2 separate regions of the Macaca mulatta genome follow, and region 1 is linked to region 2. Evidence: chromatin contacts called from public Hi-C data. All regions are on one chromosome and are shown on one strand. Each heading gives the region's core, a stretch centred on a gene start, on an enhancer-like site or on the middle of the called end of the contact. The rest is flanking DNA. Distances are from core to core; before and after follow the strand shown.

The links. Hi-C and Micro-C count contacts between places; a contact is called where the count stands out from the background.
Region 1: a contact with region 2 is called in a Hi-C map of liver, with 1.8 times the contacts expected there. The contact joins the promoter of DNAJB2 here to the promoter of ANKZF1 in region 2. A contact is called at or near these places in 3 of 14 Hi-C or Micro-C datasets (CD4 T cells, fibroblasts and liver).

What each region holds. Positions count from the first base shown.
Region 1 is chr12:124,526,782-124,532,584 of T2T-MMU8v2.0, reverse strand. DNAJB2 (DnaJ heat shock protein family (Hsp40) member B2) reads right to left here and starts at 3,721. Exons shown (of 10, transcript NM_001266581.1): 1 at 3,643-3,721; 2 at 3,265-3,365; 3 at 2,452-2,561; 4 at 1,380-1,433; 5 at 1,090-1,212; 6 at 208-300; 7 at 1-4. The coding sequence starts at 3,329.
Region 2 is chr12:124,474,105-124,479,776 of T2T-MMU8v2.0, reverse strand. It overlaps ANKZF1 (ankyrin repeat and zinc finger peptidyl tRNA hydrolase 1), which reads right to left and starts at 2,938. Exons shown (of 14, transcript XM_077957624.1): 1 at 2,864-2,938; 2 at 2,423-2,545; 3 at 478-590; 4 at 154-256; 5 at 1-29. ATG9A (autophagy related 9A) reads left to right here and starts at 4,707. Exons shown (of 14, transcript NM_001257895.1): 1 at 4,707-4,838; 2 at 4,947-4,990. The coding sequence starts at 4,736.

The DNA.
Region 1 (5,803 bases), core at 2,472-4,971, 52 kb before region 2:
AAATCTGGCATCGGGACAAGGGAGGAGGAGGAGAGGTGGTTAGAAGAAGACTGCGCTGCCTATCGTGGTCACCGAGGCGCCAGGCCTCCTCGCAGGGCTGCTGGAGGCAGGGCTCCCAACACAGGAGACAGGCTTGGAAAAGCAACAAGCTCAGTCCAAGGGTTCCAGGAATCGGAGCTTGCAAAAGTGGGAAGGGGCAAAACTTACCAGAGTGCCCAGGGAAGGAGGAAGAGAAGGTAAAGAAAGGGCCTGAGTGTCGGGAACCCCGGTTCTGAAGCTCTGAGAAGGGGCCCAGGTCATCTGCAACAAGTAAACAGATTAGCAATCCTCTGGTAATGACATTTCCCCCCAAAAGTGTGTGAGCCCTGCTGTTAAGTCTGGAAGTATAAATGCTAAGCAACTGGGTAGGGTTTTTCTTTTCCGCTTTTTAGTTGGGCTTATTTATAATTAAATTCCTTTTTAATGTTGAATTCGAAGACGCTCACTAGTTAATTCTGTCCACAATAAAGAATAAAGGAAGGAAGGAGGGGGCAGAGGGATGGAGGACAGATGGCTCTTTCAGTACAGGCAAATCATCATGACGCGATGACAGGCAGACACAGCTAGGAGTCCAGCTCTGCCATGTGCTATGTGACTCTGAGCTATTGGCTGTGCCTTGGTTTTCTCATCTGCAAATGGAGATAAAATTGTCCACCTCTCAGGGTTCACTAGAGAATTAGGGAATGTAAAATATTTGGCACATATCAATCATTAAAAAATACCAGTATCTGTTTTATAGGTAATAATAATAATATTGTTAACAAGATGCTTTGAGTCTTGCCTTCACAGCTCTTACTGTAGAGGTCTAACAGTGTATTATTGTCGTTGTCATTTAATAAAGTGAGTCTGTGAAGTGTCACTGTTGGATCACGGGGGTTCTGGCACATGTATGGTTCTGTCCCAGCTCTCACTGGACCCAGCTCCACAAAATCTTCTGTCCATGGCATTCCCATCCCCTCTCAGCCTTCTACCTCAGGGCCTCCCAAATGATGGAAGGACAGGCCTGGAAGGGGAATTTGAGCCATTCAGAGGCTTCCGGCGTCCACTCACCAAAGAGCTCTGCAAAAGGGTCTCCACTCCCGAAGAATTCCCGGAAAACCTCCTCGGGGCTTCGGAAGGTGAAGGTGAAGCCAGGCCCACCACTGCCAGCTTCTGCCCGAGATGGGCCAGTTCCTGGAAAGGCAGGATAAGGAGAGAGCTTAGGGCATGCATCCTGCCCTGAGCTGGGGACCTCACCTAAGGCATGGCCAGGAGTCTGAGAAAGCCTCCACTGCAAGAATCTGCCCTGCCCCTCTCCTCCCTGCCCCACCTCCATTCCTGGACCTCGTCACTCCACCTACCTGTCCCCGTCAGCCCTTCCCGGCCATAGCGGTCGTAAATCTCCCGCTTGTGCTCTGCAAAAAGAGACCAGATGATTTCACCCTCCCTCTGGGATGGCCTCCCCTTCCAGGCTAGGACGCTCAAAGGATTGTCCAGAGACTGACACTCTGACACTTGGCAGGGGAAGGCAGGCACAGAAGGGGACCCATGGCACCCCTGCCATAGGTTTAGGCAGCAACTCAGCCTTTCACACAGCCGACCTCTTCTCATCTGGAAAATGGCTGTCATCACAGCACTTAACGCACAGGGTTGTAGCAAAGATCAAATGAGACCATCCACGTAAACTGCCTACCAGTGCCTGACACATAGGAAGTGTTCAATAAATGTTAGCTAATGATTACTACATTATTATTCACCAGGGCTTAGCCTAAATGTCACCTCCTAAGAGAGGCCTTCTACAACCACCAGAACAAAAGCAGGTGCACGTTATTCCCTAACACTCCACCTGCCCTGTTTCTTCCCTCTAGAATACTCTTCACAAGTTGTAACTGTCTGTGTGTGTGCCTGGTGAGTGTTGGTATTCCCTGCCCCTCTGGGCAAGGACAGTGCCTGCTTGTCCTCCAGTTTCCCCAGAACCCAGAGAGTGCCGGACACTGTCAGCATTCAGTGAATTACATTTTGAATGAATCAATAAAAAGGCCGACCTGGATTCATATTCCAGCTCTGCATGGCCTTGAGCAAGTTACTTCACCTCTCTCAGCCTCAGTTTCCTTGCCTGTAATATGGGGGTGACAGAACCTGCCTCATAGGACGGCTGTGAGAACTCATGGAGATGACACCCACCAATGCCTGGCATGCAGGAGGCTCAGCTCACATGAGTTACCTGCCCTGCTTCCTTCTCCTTGCAGGTCTCATGCCAGTCACTCCTACCAGACTCTGGGGAGCAGATACTGAGCTGTCCCTGTGGGAGGGGGAGCTTAAATGTCAGGCACAGAGGAAACTAGGGTGGCAGAGACATTGCTTTAAGAAAATGTGAGCTGGGGCATGAAGTAGGGAGTGATGTGCTGGGTCCTGCCTGATTCGGGCCCTTACTGTCAGACAGCACTTCATATGCCTCCGCCACCTCCTTAAATTTCTTCTCGGCAAATTCTTTATTATCTGGGTTTTTGTCTGGGTGCCACTGGAGAGCCTTGCGCCGATACCTGCAGAAAGTGGGTGCAGAGGAGCGGGTTGGGGGACAAATGCAGGCACTTCCCACCCAGGAACAGAACGACCCGTTTTCCCATTAGCCCATCACTGTCCTTTCACCGCCGTGTCCCAGTCCACCCCAGCTGCTAGGGCTGCCTCTGTGTGATGTTTTCATCAAGTTCCACCCTCTCTCATCTGCCACCAGTGCTAGGACCACGTGTACAAGCGGATACAATGCCAAGGTGAGAAGGCCTATCCCTAGCCCCTCCCTAGGGCTCGCTGGACTGGGGCTGCAAAGCTTGGGGCACATGTGGCCTCGAAGAGTACAGGGACACCGGCCCCTCCTCCTCACAGAGCCTCGGCATCTTTGCACTGCAGCCTGAGAATGCCCAAATCTAGAGGGAAGAGGGAACGGGGAAGGGGGAGGGGAAGGGAGGGGAGGGGAGAGGAGAAGGAGGAGGGGAAGATCCACTGGAGAACAACTCGCAACACAGTGCAGCTCCCAGCGGAACTAACTACTTCACTCTCTGGACGTTCTGCTTGTACTCTACCAGGGGTCTCTTTCCTCCCTGCAGGTGTCACTCGGAGGAAGCCCCCCACCCCAGGGCTTTCTAAGGACCTGGTTCCCTCAGACACCTACAGGTGTCACTCTGAAGTGCCCCATGGTGGTGGCGGGTGGAGGGTGAGAGGTTTTCTGTTGCACACGGAGGCACTTACGCCTTCTTGATGTCATCAGCAGACGCACTTCGCGGCACGTCTAGGATCTCGTAGTAGGATGCCATGGCAACTGGTCAATCGTCAAGCGGGCCTCCTTGGGGCTGCAGGAGAGAAGGAGTCAGGCGGAAAAAACCAAGAGCCCCTCCCTGTGGCTGCAGCAGTCTCCCCCCGGGTGGCGGGAGGCGCTCCCAGTTGGAAGCGGAGCCCACTAGGCTCTGCTTGCGGCCGGTGACTAGGCTCCCTCCCGCAGCCTTATCTGCCCCCGAAGGCCGGGGCCAAGAGCTATCTTGACTCCCAGGCCCAGGAGCCCTATCGGGCCCCCCCAACTCCAGCAGTCCGACCCAGGGCCCCCAGCCTGACCCGGGCCCCCGGCTGCACCTCCTCCGCCGGGAGTCCCGGCCTCTTGCGGCGCCCCGCCCCTGCCCCCCGCCGGGAACCGTCTGGCACCCGCAGCCCGGCTCGCGGCTGCTGCGTAGGACGCGCCCGGCCCAGCTGTGCGCGCAGGCATGCGTCAGCGGCGCGGAAACTACTAGAGACCGGGAGAAGGCCCGCTCCGCCAGTCCCCTGGCGGGGGTGGGGGCCTGCAGGGGCTGTCGGGAGAAGAGGGCGGAGCCAGCTATTTTGGGCACGCACCAGGACGACGTCAGCCCCAGCTGGGACCTGGGAGACTGCTGCCCCGCCTCCATCCAGGCGAGACTTTGCTCGCACGGAAGCTGGGGCAGCCCACAAACAAGCCGCCCGGCCCCCAGGTCCCTCTGTCACTTTCTTATAAACATGAGCGATGATCCATGCTTACTCACCCACCTCGAGGACTCGTACTCCTCCCTCCCTCCCCCGACCACAATTCTAACTCCTCCCCCTTCTTCAGCTCCCAGCTCCAGCCCCAGGTCCCCCAGCAGGCTGCCCTGGCTTTCCTGAGTAGGTCAGAACTGCCTTTTACAGCATCTCGTGGCATTTCCTTCATCAGTCTTCTTAGAGCCACAAATTAGCATTTATTGGTTTGATTATTTTTTATTACCATTCACCTCACCCACTAGAATGTCGATTTCACGGGGCAGGAATTGTGTGTTTTTTCTCACTGGTCTATTAGAGCAGCTGTCGGGGTTCAAAACTACCCGTAGGATGAATAAATAATGAACATCTGCAAACCTCTTGTTGACAGTTTGGACACATTTGGGGGAGGTGAGGTAAAGGGGACAGTAGAACGGAATTCCCCAGGTTCAAGTCTTCCCAAACTGATCCTGACTAGGCCTATTCCACTGCAAAATGTTCCCTGGGTTCAGGCCTCATGGGAGGGTTAGGAAACCTTCCAGAATTGTCTCCTGCTTGATCCCATCCAGGCCAATCCACAGGCGTTAGCTGAGCATTTTTCTGCATTCAAGATGCTGTCAGGCCGTATAAAGAAGAATGTGGCCCAAGTACTGCCTTTGCAGAGCTTGAACTTGATAAGATACCAGCCCATCAGTGTGGCCCGCTGGGAAACCCAAGGCTTTGGAAACAGTACAACCTGGCATTACTGTGAGACTTGGGAAAATCTCTGAGCACTCTTTTTTTCTCACTAAATATAGGTAGTGCCTAGGGTTGTTTGAAAGTCAAATGAGACATGGTACATATTAGGTGTTACTGCGGTCCTCGCTGGCATCGTGATTGGCTCAAGCAATAATGGTTACGTGAGTCCAGAAAAGTGCTTTAGGCTGGGGGACCCAGAAACACTTCGCCAACGAGAAGGGCTTGAGCCGGACGTAAGAGAAGAAGGTGGTGTGAGTGTCCTGTTTTCCTGGCCGCCCACCATCAGAACCTCCTGCCTACATTTGGGGAATTCCCATCGCACGGGCCCTAATGGGAAGCATGCCACCATTTGCCACAAAGCCCCAATGCTTGCTCTCCCTGACTCGGCTCTAGGGTTGCAGGCAGAAGACATCAGCTCCGCCAATCGGATGCTTCAACTGGGACTTTGAATCTGGAGCAAGTCACGGAGAAGCAGGGCTGGTTGAGGAATTCATTTCTGCGGCGGCGGTGGAGGCGATGGGGCCAACAGCGGCCTCTAGTGTCTGGAGGAGGAAATGTCAGTGCTAGTGCCGCAGGTGAGGGAGGAGAGTAGGGGGATCACTGCGGAGGGTGGAGGGGACAGGAGTCTCCTACACAGGCTGTCCTGTGCCCAACCTTGAGTGTGGTGCTGGCTGCCCAGCTTCCCTGGGTGCCTGTCTGATTGCTGACCCTTGTTTGCTGGCCTTTGCATTGATTCCAGTGCCATCCGATATCTCTGTAATTGTTGGGGGCAGCGAACTTGAAACAATTTGCCAGTTAGCTTCTGCTGTTTACAAGAGTCCTGACTGACACAAAGACTAAGAGTTAGCCTTGGTATAAGAGGAAAGAGTGATTGGGTTAAGTCACTCCAGATTTTCCAGATCTCTGCCTTTTTCTTCTTACTCTGCCGTCCCAACAGACATTTGTCTAGCACCTACCGTGTATGTCTTGTTATATTAAGAATAAGAATATAGCAGGGCGCGGTGGCTCACGCCTGTAATCCCAGCACTTT
Region 2 (5,672 bases), core at 1,689-4,188:
TTCTGATCCCGAGATGCTGGAAAGATATCCTGAGGACAGACAACACAAGATACAAAGTTTGGTACCCCATCTTTGTTCTTTCCTCAAACTCTAAACTAGTGCTTTCTTATACCTCCATGTCCTACTCCTACATAGGCCCCTACCAATCATCACCTGCGGAGCTCTGCTTTTCAAAGTCCAGGGCAGACAGGAGAGGCTTGTCCTTGAGACGTTGCTTTAGGTTAAACCGATGCCAGTCAAGCTTATAATGTTCCCTCTAGTACAAAGACAAAGAGTGAGATAAAGGTAGAAATATGCCCCAGCCTGGCCTTGTGTACTGGCCAAGACCAGTTATAGAATTCTAGGAAGTACGACCAGGTAACACCGACTGCCTCAGTCAAAGCATGGACCTTTATGAAGACAAATCAAATGTCTACCTCTCCGCACCCACCATTACACTTTTGCTTCTAACATCTAGCTCTGCACCTGACCTATTACCTGTTCTTGGTGGTTCTGGAAGGTTTGGTCACAGGATGAACAGAATAACTTGTCTGAAATATCCACAGGACCCTGGAGTAGCTTTATTTCTGGGCTTTCTCTCTCCCCTGAGCCTAAATAAGGGAAGAGGAATTAGACATAGAAAGGGAGCCCAAATCCACAGTGGCAAGAATTATATTCAGTGTGTGATATACAAAGCAGAGGAGGATACAAGAGATGGCATGATACTGCCTTCAAGGAATTTACATTCTAGTAGTCATGAAATAAACAGTACAGCAATCACTTAATGCAATAAACATGCTTCTGAAAAGATGTATGTAAAATGAATGGAAATAAAATTGGCCAGACGCAGTGGCTCATGCCTGTAATCCCAGCACTTTGGGAGGCCGAGGCGGACAGATCACGAAGTCAGGAGATCGAGACCATCCTGGCTAACACAGTGAAACCCCGTCCGTCTCTACTAAAAATACAAAAAATTAGCCGGGCTTAGTGGCAGGCGCCTGCAGTCCCAGCTACTCAGGAGGCTGAGGCAGGAGTGAGACTCTGTCTCAAAAAAAATAAATACATAAAAAATAAAGTAAAATGAATGTAAATAAAAGCTGGCCCTGGGCATTCTGGAAAAGAACCCGATGAGGGTAAAAGCCTTGGGGTGGGTTAAACTTCTCAAATGCAGCCCTCTCCCGAGATCCAGCCAATGCAAGTCCTCCCCACTGGCTGAGTCTGAGTCTGAGTCTTCTCTAATTTTTTTTTTTTTTTTTTTTTTTTTTTTTTTTTTTTGAGACGTGGTCTTGCTCTGTCACCCAGGCTGGAGTGCAGTGGCCGGATCTCAGCTCACTGCAAGCTCCGCCTCCCGGGTTCACGCCATTCTCCTGCCTCAGCCTCCCGCGTAGCTGGGACTACAGGCGCCCCCCACCTCGCCCGGCTAGTTTTTTGTATTTTTTAGTAGAGACGGGGTTTCACCGGGTTAGCCAGGATGGTCTCGATCTCCTGACCTTGTGATCCACCCGTCTCGGCCTCCCAAAGTGCTGGGACTACAGGCTTGAGCCACCGCGCCCGGCCGTCTTCTCTAATTTAAATTAGCCAAACAGATTGTTTAGGCGAATCCTAAAGAAAATAATTTCGGTTCGGTTTAAAATTATTTTTAACTGTACAAAAACCACTTCCCAAATGCTATTTTTTAAAGTTTACATTTCCAATTAGTGTACAGTTTGTCTAAGAAGAGGTGCAAGAAAAGATTTAGCCAAACTAGAGTTACACAAAACAGGCCCGACACGGTGGCTCAGGCCTGTAATCTCAGCACTGCGGGAGGCTGACACAGGCAGATCACTTGAGGCCAGGAGTTTGAGACCAGCCTGGCCAACATGGTGAAACCCCGTCTCTACTGAAAATACAATAATTAGCCGGGGGTGGTGGTGCGGGCCTGTAGTCCCAGCTACTCGGGAGGCTGAGGCAGGAGAATCACTTGAACCCGGGAGGCGGAGATTACAGTGGGCGGAAATCGTGCCACTGCACTCCAGCCTGGGCGACAGAACAAGACTCTCAAAAAATAAAGCTATACAAAACAATAATACATTGTTTTATATTCAGCAAAAAGGAATAATTTGAGTGGCGCCCGGTTAAATGTGGAATATATCTGAGAACTTTATCTCTACAAAGTTTAAAATGTTTTTGAAAGGAATGGTGTTAACGTGAGGAGACATATGCGATGGCAAAAAGACTTGTTTGAAAACAAGGGCTGTGCTGGAAATTACCCAGAGATTAAGTTAATTTAATCAAGCAGAAAAATCAACTGGCCTCCTAAATTCGGGAATACCAATAAGAATGTGTTCCCTGAACGAGCAAAACGCTCTAAGGAGCCCTGTCACGTTTCACTGAAACCTTCCCGGATACCTGAACAGGAAGTACGCGGAGCCCGGGCCAGAGCCTCCCCAGGCGCGTGGCTCACCAGGCTCAGGCCCTGAAGGATCGGAGCATCCGCGCTGAGGTCAAACAGGGAGATCGACGCAGGAGCCTGGGCTGCATCTGGAGCCGGCGACATGGCTGAGCAGAAATTACTTAGCAGCAGCTCCTGGAGTAGAAAGCGTGTCAGAAACAGAGCTCCTGCAAATGAGATCCTACTGCTGCGTCTCCTGCCTGCCTGACTTCGTTTCTCCTGCACCGCAAGTATTCTCGTCCCTCATCCTGCTACCAGCGGTGAGATGAATATCTTGACCCCAGTCCGGTTTCTCAAACCCCCAGGCTCGGCCCACAAAAGAATGAAATGGGCATCCAGCTCCCAAATCGAGTCCAACAGAGTTAAAAATCACTGAGGTTGCCTAGCCGAACTGTCTTCGTTACCCATGCGACCAGCAATGACTGGCCCACGTAAACTCGCCCACGCCCTTACAAGCCGCACCAAACGTCCCGGGAGCTGAGCGGCACGCAAGTCCTCAAGTCGACAGCCGGATTTCTGCAGCACAACAATCCCCGTCACTACGGAGCAGCGAAGAGGACAACCGGCGGCGTCCGCACCTGAGCCCCGCCCCACGTACAGCACACTATTGGGCCGCTGACTGTCCAAGACCCGCCTCGAGCCTTTAGTCTCATCCCTGAAGCCAAGAATTGGCAGTTGTGTCTCCACCCCCCGTGCTTATTGGCCAGCCTGGCTGCGGGTGACAGTGAGTGGCAGACACCGGGCCTAGCGCTCCGGATCGGGCCGGGCCGAGCCGAGCCGGCGGAGCCTCTGGAATCACACGGGTCGCTGTTTCTGAGGTGAGACGTGAGACGGTTATTGGAATCCCAGGGCCCGTGTCTGGCCTTGCTCAGGGGTGCCTGCGGAGCCCTAAGTGAGCTCGCGGCAGGTAACGGGGGAAGGGGCGCCGCCGGCGGGGCGGGGGCGTGCAGCCGGAATGTTTTGATTGCGGGCGCGCGCAGACGAGGGCGCGCGCGGGCGCCGGGGCCGCGCGCGAGGTTGTCCGCTGTTGGGAGCTGCCAGCCCTTGGCCTGGGGCCGGGCGACCCTGGGGCGAGGTGGACTCCGGTCCACGGTCGCCGCGGCTGGATGTGGGGAGGCAAGCCAGCCCACCCGGGCTATCAGCTGTAGGGCTGACTCGATCCCTGCAACATCCGCAGGAACCCCTGAGCCCAGGCCCAGCCGGCCGGGGCTCCACGGGCCCTGGTCCACACGGACCCTGTGAGTGGTGACTTCCCTGAGGGCCAGGACTCTCACTAGCCCAGGGAATCCCACCGGGGCCAGGCTGGGCCAAGATCCACGGCCCCCAGGGGCTGCACGGACAGGTGAGTACCACGACCATGCCTGGCTCCCAGGACCTAGGGAACCCACAAATTCACCTAGGATCTGGGGTCTACACTGACCCAGTCAAGGTTTCCCATCCAGCAGGTTTGCTCACCGGCTGGATCTTTGGTGCTAGGGAAGTAAGAAAAGGGTGACCAGAAAGGTCCTCTTCAGGAAAGACTCTCTTGGGGTTTTGTGGACCTTGAGAAGTATGTCATTTCTGAGGCTAAGGTGGGGCAATGAAGAAATAGTCCAGAGGGGCCCCTGGCCTCAGGTCTGTACCCATTCATTCTCCATGGGGTCCCTAAGTTATTTCTTGAGACTCTGGAGTTGGAAGAGTGGCCCTGTTTAGCGCAGCCAGAGGAAGTGCTCGTAGTCCTGGGCTGGAAGGGTGCTTCTTCCTCACTGCAGCCTTCCTGCCCCATGCTTGGCCTCCTCTTCATGGGGTGTGGATGGGTGGGAGGGTTGGGTTCCTTTATATCCCCACTCCCCACTCTCTGGGGCCTGACATCTTCTCCTCCAGCAGCTGCAGAGCATCGAGGGCTGGAGTGGAGCACATACTGTCCATGGAGCTGGTAGGGCCATGTGCTTTTCTCAAACATTTGTTTGCAAAGTGCTTCCAACCTGCTAGTCTCTTGGGAGACCAGGGTTTCCAGGATGGGTGGGGGAGGGACTTTTCTGTCCATTAAATAGAAGATGAAACAGCCCCCAACAAAGGGGCAGATTCTGGCTTTGGGCCAGGAAGGTAGCAGTAGACGCCCAGACTGGCCAGTTAAGGCCCCCCCAGCCCTGAGCTTACTGCCTTCCTTGTGTTACTACTTCTCTGCCTCTGAGCCAAGCAGGCTGGTAGTGGAGACAAAGCCCAAGGGTACTTTCTTACTCCTTTTTGCACTAGGCAGGGCAGCTCGTGGGCAGCAGCTAGAACTGAATCAGGGTCTCTTCTTCCTCATTGGCAGGTGGTCAAGGTGGACAGGGGGTGGTGGTGATGGCGCAGTTTGACACTGAATACCAGCGCCTAGAGGCCTCCTACAGTGATTCACCCCCAGGGGAGGAGGACCTGTTGGTGCACGTCGCTGAGGGGAGCAAGTGTGAGTTCTTGGACATGACAGCCATAGGGAGAGCTGATGGAAGACCATGGAGGGAGCAAGGGGCATGTGTTCTCCCAGAGCTCTGACATCTCTGTTCCTATCCCACAGCACCGTGGCACCATATTGAAAACCTTGACCTCTTCTTCTCTCGAATATCCTTTGTGTTTCTGAGTTGGAGCTCTGGGACCGTTAGTGTCTCTCTAAGCTGGGTCTCTGGTGGAAGGTGGGGGTAGGTTTGACTCTAATACCTGGAATGGGGAATGGAGCTTATCCTGAGGCTGAAAGAGGCTGGTGAAATCATCGTTAAGTAATGATAGCCCACATTTACCAAGATCCGTGTGCCCGTGTCTACTTTGTGGTGTTAATTTGTGGAGCCTTTCTAAGGGTAAGCCTCCATTTTTTTTTTTTTTCTTGAGATGGAGTCTCTGTTGCTGCTAGAGTCCAGGGGCAATCTCAGGTCACTGCAACCTCCACCTGCCGGGTTCAAGCGATTCTCCTGCATCACTCACTCTCCCACGTAGCTGGGATTACAGGCACCTACCACGATGCCTGGCTATTTTTTGTATTTTTCATAGAGACAGGGTTTCACCATTGTTGGCAAGGCTGGTCTTGAACCTCCTGACCTCAAGTGATCCACTCCCCTCGGCCTCCCAAAGTGTTAGGATTACAGGCGTGAGCCACCACACCCAGCCGAGCCTCATTTTTGATGGGATGTTAATAATCGTAAAAAGTAACATCTTTTGACTCATTCTGTGTCAGCTCTGTGTTAAATACTTTACATGCATTATCTCAGACCTAATACTCCTATGAGATAAGTGTTATTCATTCCTAATG